2 separate regions of the Zea mays genome follow, and region 2 is linked to region 1. The links are chromatin contacts, called in public Hi-C maps. All regions are on one chromosome and are shown on one strand. The core of a region is the stretch at or near the end of the contact, and the rest is flanking DNA. Distances in the headings are between cores, read along the strand shown.

Region 1 (2,700 bases), core at 64-2,563:
ATGGGCATGGCTCTAGGACCTCGGACGCTGCAATTGCTCATGAGAAACTTCACATGCATATTGCTCATGAGATTCAAAATTTTTCTTTTTTTTTTATATGGTTAAAGTTAGAAATGATTTACGGCTATCTTAATTTGGAAGCGACCATATAATATAACCATAGTTGTTACCGTAGCTTACCTCAAGCCTTGTACCATCCGGGAATGTCTGCCACGTGGGCACCAGCTCCACGATGTGGTCGCTGACGCAGAGCAGGCAGTCCAACTCGCGCCGCCACATGGCCTTCTTCTCCGGCGGCAGCGGCTCCAGCCTCCAGAGCTGGCCGAACACCGTCGCTGCAGACACAGACACGTACGGCCGGCCGGCCGGCGCGCACGACGGTCAAAAACCCCATCGCGCGCATGCAGTTGCCGTCCAAGAAAGAAAGCAGTGCAACAACAATGGCTACGCGAGCGAAAAGCCAACCAGCAGCAGGTGGTTTTTGGTCACGCGCGCGCACGTAACGTACGTACCGCAGAGGTTGGTGACGGCGTTGGAGATGGCGAGCGCGGTGCAGACGCCCTTGCCGCTCCCGGACATGTCCTCGCCGAGCAGCAGCTTGGAGAACCGCTCCTTCATCATCTCCATCTCTGGCGATTTCACGCGCGGGCACGCACGACGACGGTGTGAGAGACTGCACGTCCGGCCGAGACCAAACCGATAGGAGGATTATTCGCGCTGGTGTACGTACCTGATGCTCCTCCGTGCCTGTCGGCCGCGGCGACGACGCCGCGCGGCTTCTGGTCCTTGCCGCCGCCGCCGCCCGCGGCGTCGGCCGACACAGACACGCAGGTCTTGATGATGGCCACCTTGTGCCACTCGTCGGGCGGGGCCGGGGAGTACGTGCAGGAGAAGCTGGAGGCGGCGTCGGAGCTGGCGCTGGAGCTGCTCCCGCGGCGCCCCTCCTCGTCGGCTGAGTCCGCCGTCAGCGCCTCGCTCGCCGTGTCACCTCTCGCCATCGCCGGTCGAGCGAGCGACGAATGCGTGGCTGCCTTAGCTGCCTCTATGACTATGAGGACGCGTCGGTCGTTGTTTCCCGGGAGCACGAGCGCGGAGGCCCAGGCCCCGGCTAGGCTAGACACGCCGGCGAGCGACTACGGTCGTGGCGTGCGGCGAGAGGGACAGGCAGGCTGGATCCTCGTGGGGTGGAAGTGGAATGGTGTGGATGCGATGAAAGAGAGCTTGTGACGAGTGAGAAAGAGAGAGGAGTATAGTAGTGGTAGTAAATAAAGGCTTAAAAAGAAGCGAAAGGCAGGCGGGCGAGGGAGGGAGGAGTGACCGTTGGGTTTTGAGTTGTCTTGGTGGGCTTCTTTTGGTAGAGGGGACATCACAGGACCGCAGGGGTGTGCGGGCTGACGCTGACGGTTAGAGGCTGCAGGGTTTGGTCGGTCGGCGTGGCATGGCAGCTACGCCGGGACCGTCGTCCAGGGCGGCGTGGTATCTACGTATGGATCGTCTTGCCGTTGCACGCTGTCTTTGCAGGCAGCCATGTGGAGGGATGGAGGGAGGCCGGGTTGCTGTGTCTGCAAGCCACGGAAATTCCGAGGAGGCAAAAAGGACCGTTTGGCGATCCCTCCTTACAGTCCTGGATTTGTTTAATGGCGTCGAACGTGGCCGATCAAACGGTCAATTATATTCGAGCACTGTATCTATTCTGCTTTATTAAGAGTGTAAAGTCAGCGTCCGCGTCCAAAGCTCTACTCCCACCCGTGCACCCCCGCCTGCCCCGAGGCTAACTATAGGCAGTAGATCCAGTCACGACTCGCCGAGGTCAAACTCGGACGAGAGATCTAGTCACGACTCGCCCGAGGGCAACCTCGATCGAGAGATACAGTCACGACTCGCCCGAGGGCAACCTCGATCGGGAGTCACATTCACGACCCGCCCGAGATCGACCCCGGATAAGTAATGCATTTCTGACTTGTCTGATGGCAGCTCCGGGCGGGAGATGCAGTCACGACTCGCTCGAGGCCAACCTCAGGCGGGAGACGCGGTCACGACTCGTCTGAGGCCAACCCCGGAAAAGTAGCGCATTTCCGACTCGCTCGAGGGCAACCCCAGGTGGGAGACACAGTCACGACTCGCCTGAGGCCACCCTGGGCAGGAGACGCAGTCACGTCTCGCCCAAGGCCACCCCTCGCCCGAGGCTACCCTGGCCAGGAAACGCAGTCACGACTCACCCGAGGCCAACCCCGGGCCGGAGACGCAATCACGACTCACCCGAGGCCACCTCGGGCGGGAGACGCAGTCACGACTCGACCGAGGCCAACCCCGGGCGGGAGACACAGTCACGACTCGTCCGAGGCCAACCTCGGGCGGGAGACGCAGTCACGACTCACCCGAGACCAACCCAGGACAAGCAACTCATTTTCGACTCACCCAAGGACATCTCGGGCGATGCTTCGAAATGTGCCCAACTCCGCCGACCAACTCTGCAATGCCCCGAGCAGGAGATGCAGCCACGACTCGCCCGAGGCCAACCTCGAGTGGGAGACGCAGTCACAACTCGCCCGAGGCCAACCCTAGGTGGGAGATGGAGTCACGACTCACCCGGTGGGAGAGGGTAACGACTCGCCCGAGGCCAACCCCGTATGGGAGAAAGCAGTCTCGACTCGCCCGAGGCCAACCCTCGAGCGAGAGACTTAGTCATGACTCGCTCGA
Region 2 (2,700 bases), core at 71-2,570, 190 kb after region 1:
TGGAGGCTAGGGGAGGCGATCTCGGTGGTGAAGACGAACTCGGGCGCGGCGGTGACCACGTGCACGTCGTGCCCCGCGGCGACCAGGTGCCTCACCACCTGGAGACGATGGGGTCAGAAAACGGTACGCGCCGGCACCAGGCAGGCAAGCCGCAAGCGGGCGGAGGGAGCGGCGGCGGACCTCGATGGCGCGGGTGGCGTGCCCGAAGCCATGGCCGGTGATGTAGTAGGCGAACACCAGGTGCTGCGGCGGCGCGGTCACCTCGCCGCCGCCGTCTACGTCCCCGTCCTGAACCCTAATCCCCAGGTCGCGGCATGTGCGGGTTTAGGTAGGTCTTGCTCGGGGCCACGACGGACGAATTGCGGCCGAGGAGTAGAAAATCAAAGGCTTGCTCGGGATTGCTTGGGGACGCGGCGGGGTTTGCTCGGGGGTGGCTGCGGGGTTCCACGGCTGGGCGTGCGGCATGCAGCGGGCGGTTCGCGGCTGTTGCGACGTTTGCGGCGAGATTCGCGGAGGGATTTGCGGGCTTGAGGATCGCGGCGGTCGGTGGTTTGCGGACGGGCGGGCATCACAGCGAGGCGGACGAGCGGTTTGCGGCTGGGTTTTCGGCGGACATGGCTCTCGCGGTGGTTTGCGGAGGCGAGGTTTCCGGAGGTTGGGCGGGGGCGGTCTACATTAAGGACTTAATAGTTAGTAGAGATTATTTAACCATCCGTAACTCCCTCCCCCCTCCTCCTGGAAAAAATTGTCGAGGAAAATACAGCCCAGAAGCGAGTTCTAAAAATTAGTTCAACCACCATTTGACGTCGCTGACAAAAACAACGGGGACACTGACATGACGGAGTGGGTAGAGTGGCACTGACATGACGCACGGTGTATAGATAAAAAAAAGATCCAAAACACACGGGGACGTTAGTCGTACGTATACACATACCCATCCCACAAAGCCACAATAATAACTGCTCCAACTTCTGTACTACAATAGTGTACGTACTCTTCCACCAGCCGTCCGGCCATCCCATCCCGTTGCCGGAAGAAATACGCGCAATAAAACAACGGGGCGAGAGGCATTTGGCGGGCGACGCGGGAGCTTGCTCGCTTGCTTGCTACGGCGTGTCTCAGACTGGACTGTGAGCCCCACGCCGACGAATTGCACCGGCGAAAAACGGCTGGAAAAGAAAAAATGATTCCCGGGCCGAACTATTCAATTCTTCTCCTCCTTTTTTTTTTTATATAAGAGCAGAGCCCAAAGCGTCGGCCTCGGCCTCGGCCGTATTTAACACAGCCCCTCGCCGTCCATCGACATTCTCCCTCCGGCCTCACACTCTCTTTCTCGCCCGTCCCACCTCTTTTCGCTGATAAGCACGCCGCCTTCTCCAGCCCGTCCACCCCCGCCGCTGCAGGTCCCGGGCGCTGCTCCCCACCACCGGCGGAAAAATGTCGACGGAGTGTTCGGACCTCGGGGACGAGTTCTGGCTGCCGGAGGAGTTCCTGGACGACGACTTCTTCTCCGAGGAGGAGAAGGCGGCCGTGGCGGCCAGGAGCGAGAGCGACGAGGAGGACAGCCTGGCGGGGCTCTCGCGCAGGCTCGCGGGCCTCCTCGGCGACGACGGGGAGCGGAAGCCGCCTACCGCCAAGGTTGCTTCTCTTCTCTCTGCATGCACCGGGTCGCTCTGCTCTGCTGCGCTGCGCTGCGCTGCGCTGCGTCTGCGTGTCGCGTCGCGTGGCGGAATTTCTGACCCTGCCTTCTTGTTGTGCGGCAGCAGGCGGAGGTGGCGGTGATTGGGTCGCCGCAGTCGACGCTGTGCGGGCTGCCCAAGTCGGGCCAGGAGAGCCCCAACGGCGGGGCGTCCAAGGGGACGTCGCCGCCGTCGTCGCCGCCTCTGGAGCAGAAGCCGGCCGACCCGTGGGACGTCCTGTACGAGGCGGCGGGGCAGGTCGCGCGCATCCGCGCCGCCAGCAGCGTGCCGGTGCAGGTGCCGGCCAACGCATACGCCTTCAGCAAGCCATCCCCGCCGCCGCCGCCGCCGCCGCAGATCGCTCCGCCCTCCGCCAAGGTCCCTGCCGGCGCCGGCGGTCACTACCACCCGCTCGCGCACTTGGTTTCGCAGCGGCAGATGCAGGCTGCTCAGGTGCGTGTTTTGTCCTCTCGCCCAAGATTCTTAAGTTACACCGTCCACCGCTTTGTTCTGTTGCCCTGACGCTCCCCACCCCACCGCGTCGGTTTGCAGTTCCATCTCCTGAAGCAGCATCAGCTGCTGAAGCTGCAGAGGCAGCGCCATCTCGCCGCGTGGAGCGCGCGCCAGAGCGCCTGTGCCAAGCCCGTCGGCTGCGGCGGAGGCGACGCGCCGCTTGGCCTGAACCCGGCGGCGTGGCCTCCGCTCCAGAAGCCACCGCCACCGCCGCCGCCGCAGCAGCACCAGGCGCCGGCGCATCCTGCCTCCGGCATGCGCGCCGTGTTCCTGACCCCGCCTGGCGCCAAGCGCGAGCGTAACGGCACCGGGGTGTTCCTCCCGAGGCCGGCCGGCGCGCCCGCGGCGGAGCCCAAGAGGAAGACGGCGGGGGCGTGCTCGACGGTCCTTGTCCCCGCTCGCGTCGTCCAGGCCCTCAACCTCAGGCTCGAAGACCTCGGCGCCCAGCCTCGCTACTACCCTGGCGGCTTCGTTCTCGATCACGGTTAGCCAAAAACCCGTCTCGTCG

What was found. Hi-C and Micro-C count contacts between places; a contact is called where the count stands out from the background.
Region 2: a contact with region 1 is called in a Hi-C map of bundle sheath, with 2.9 times the contacts expected there. The contact joins the promoter of LOC100273970 here to the promoter of LOC100193109 in region 1. A contact is called at or near these places in 4 of 25 Hi-C or Micro-C datasets (bundle sheath, ear, leaf and 1 more).

Annotation. Positions count from the first base shown.
Region 1 is chr8:97,795,395-97,798,094 of Zm-B73-REFERENCE-NAM-5.0, forward strand. It overlaps LOC100193109, which reads right to left and starts at 1,314. Exons shown (of 7, transcript NM_001138271.2): 1 at 731-1,314; 2 at 513-629; 3 at 181-335. The coding sequence starts at 998.
Region 2 is chr8:97,989,964-97,992,663 of Zm-B73-REFERENCE-NAM-5.0, forward strand. LOC100273970 reads left to right here and starts at 1,321. Exons shown (of 4, transcript NM_001148357.2): 1 at 1,321-1,638; 2 at 1,767-2,132; 3 at 2,232-2,676. The coding sequence starts at 1,438.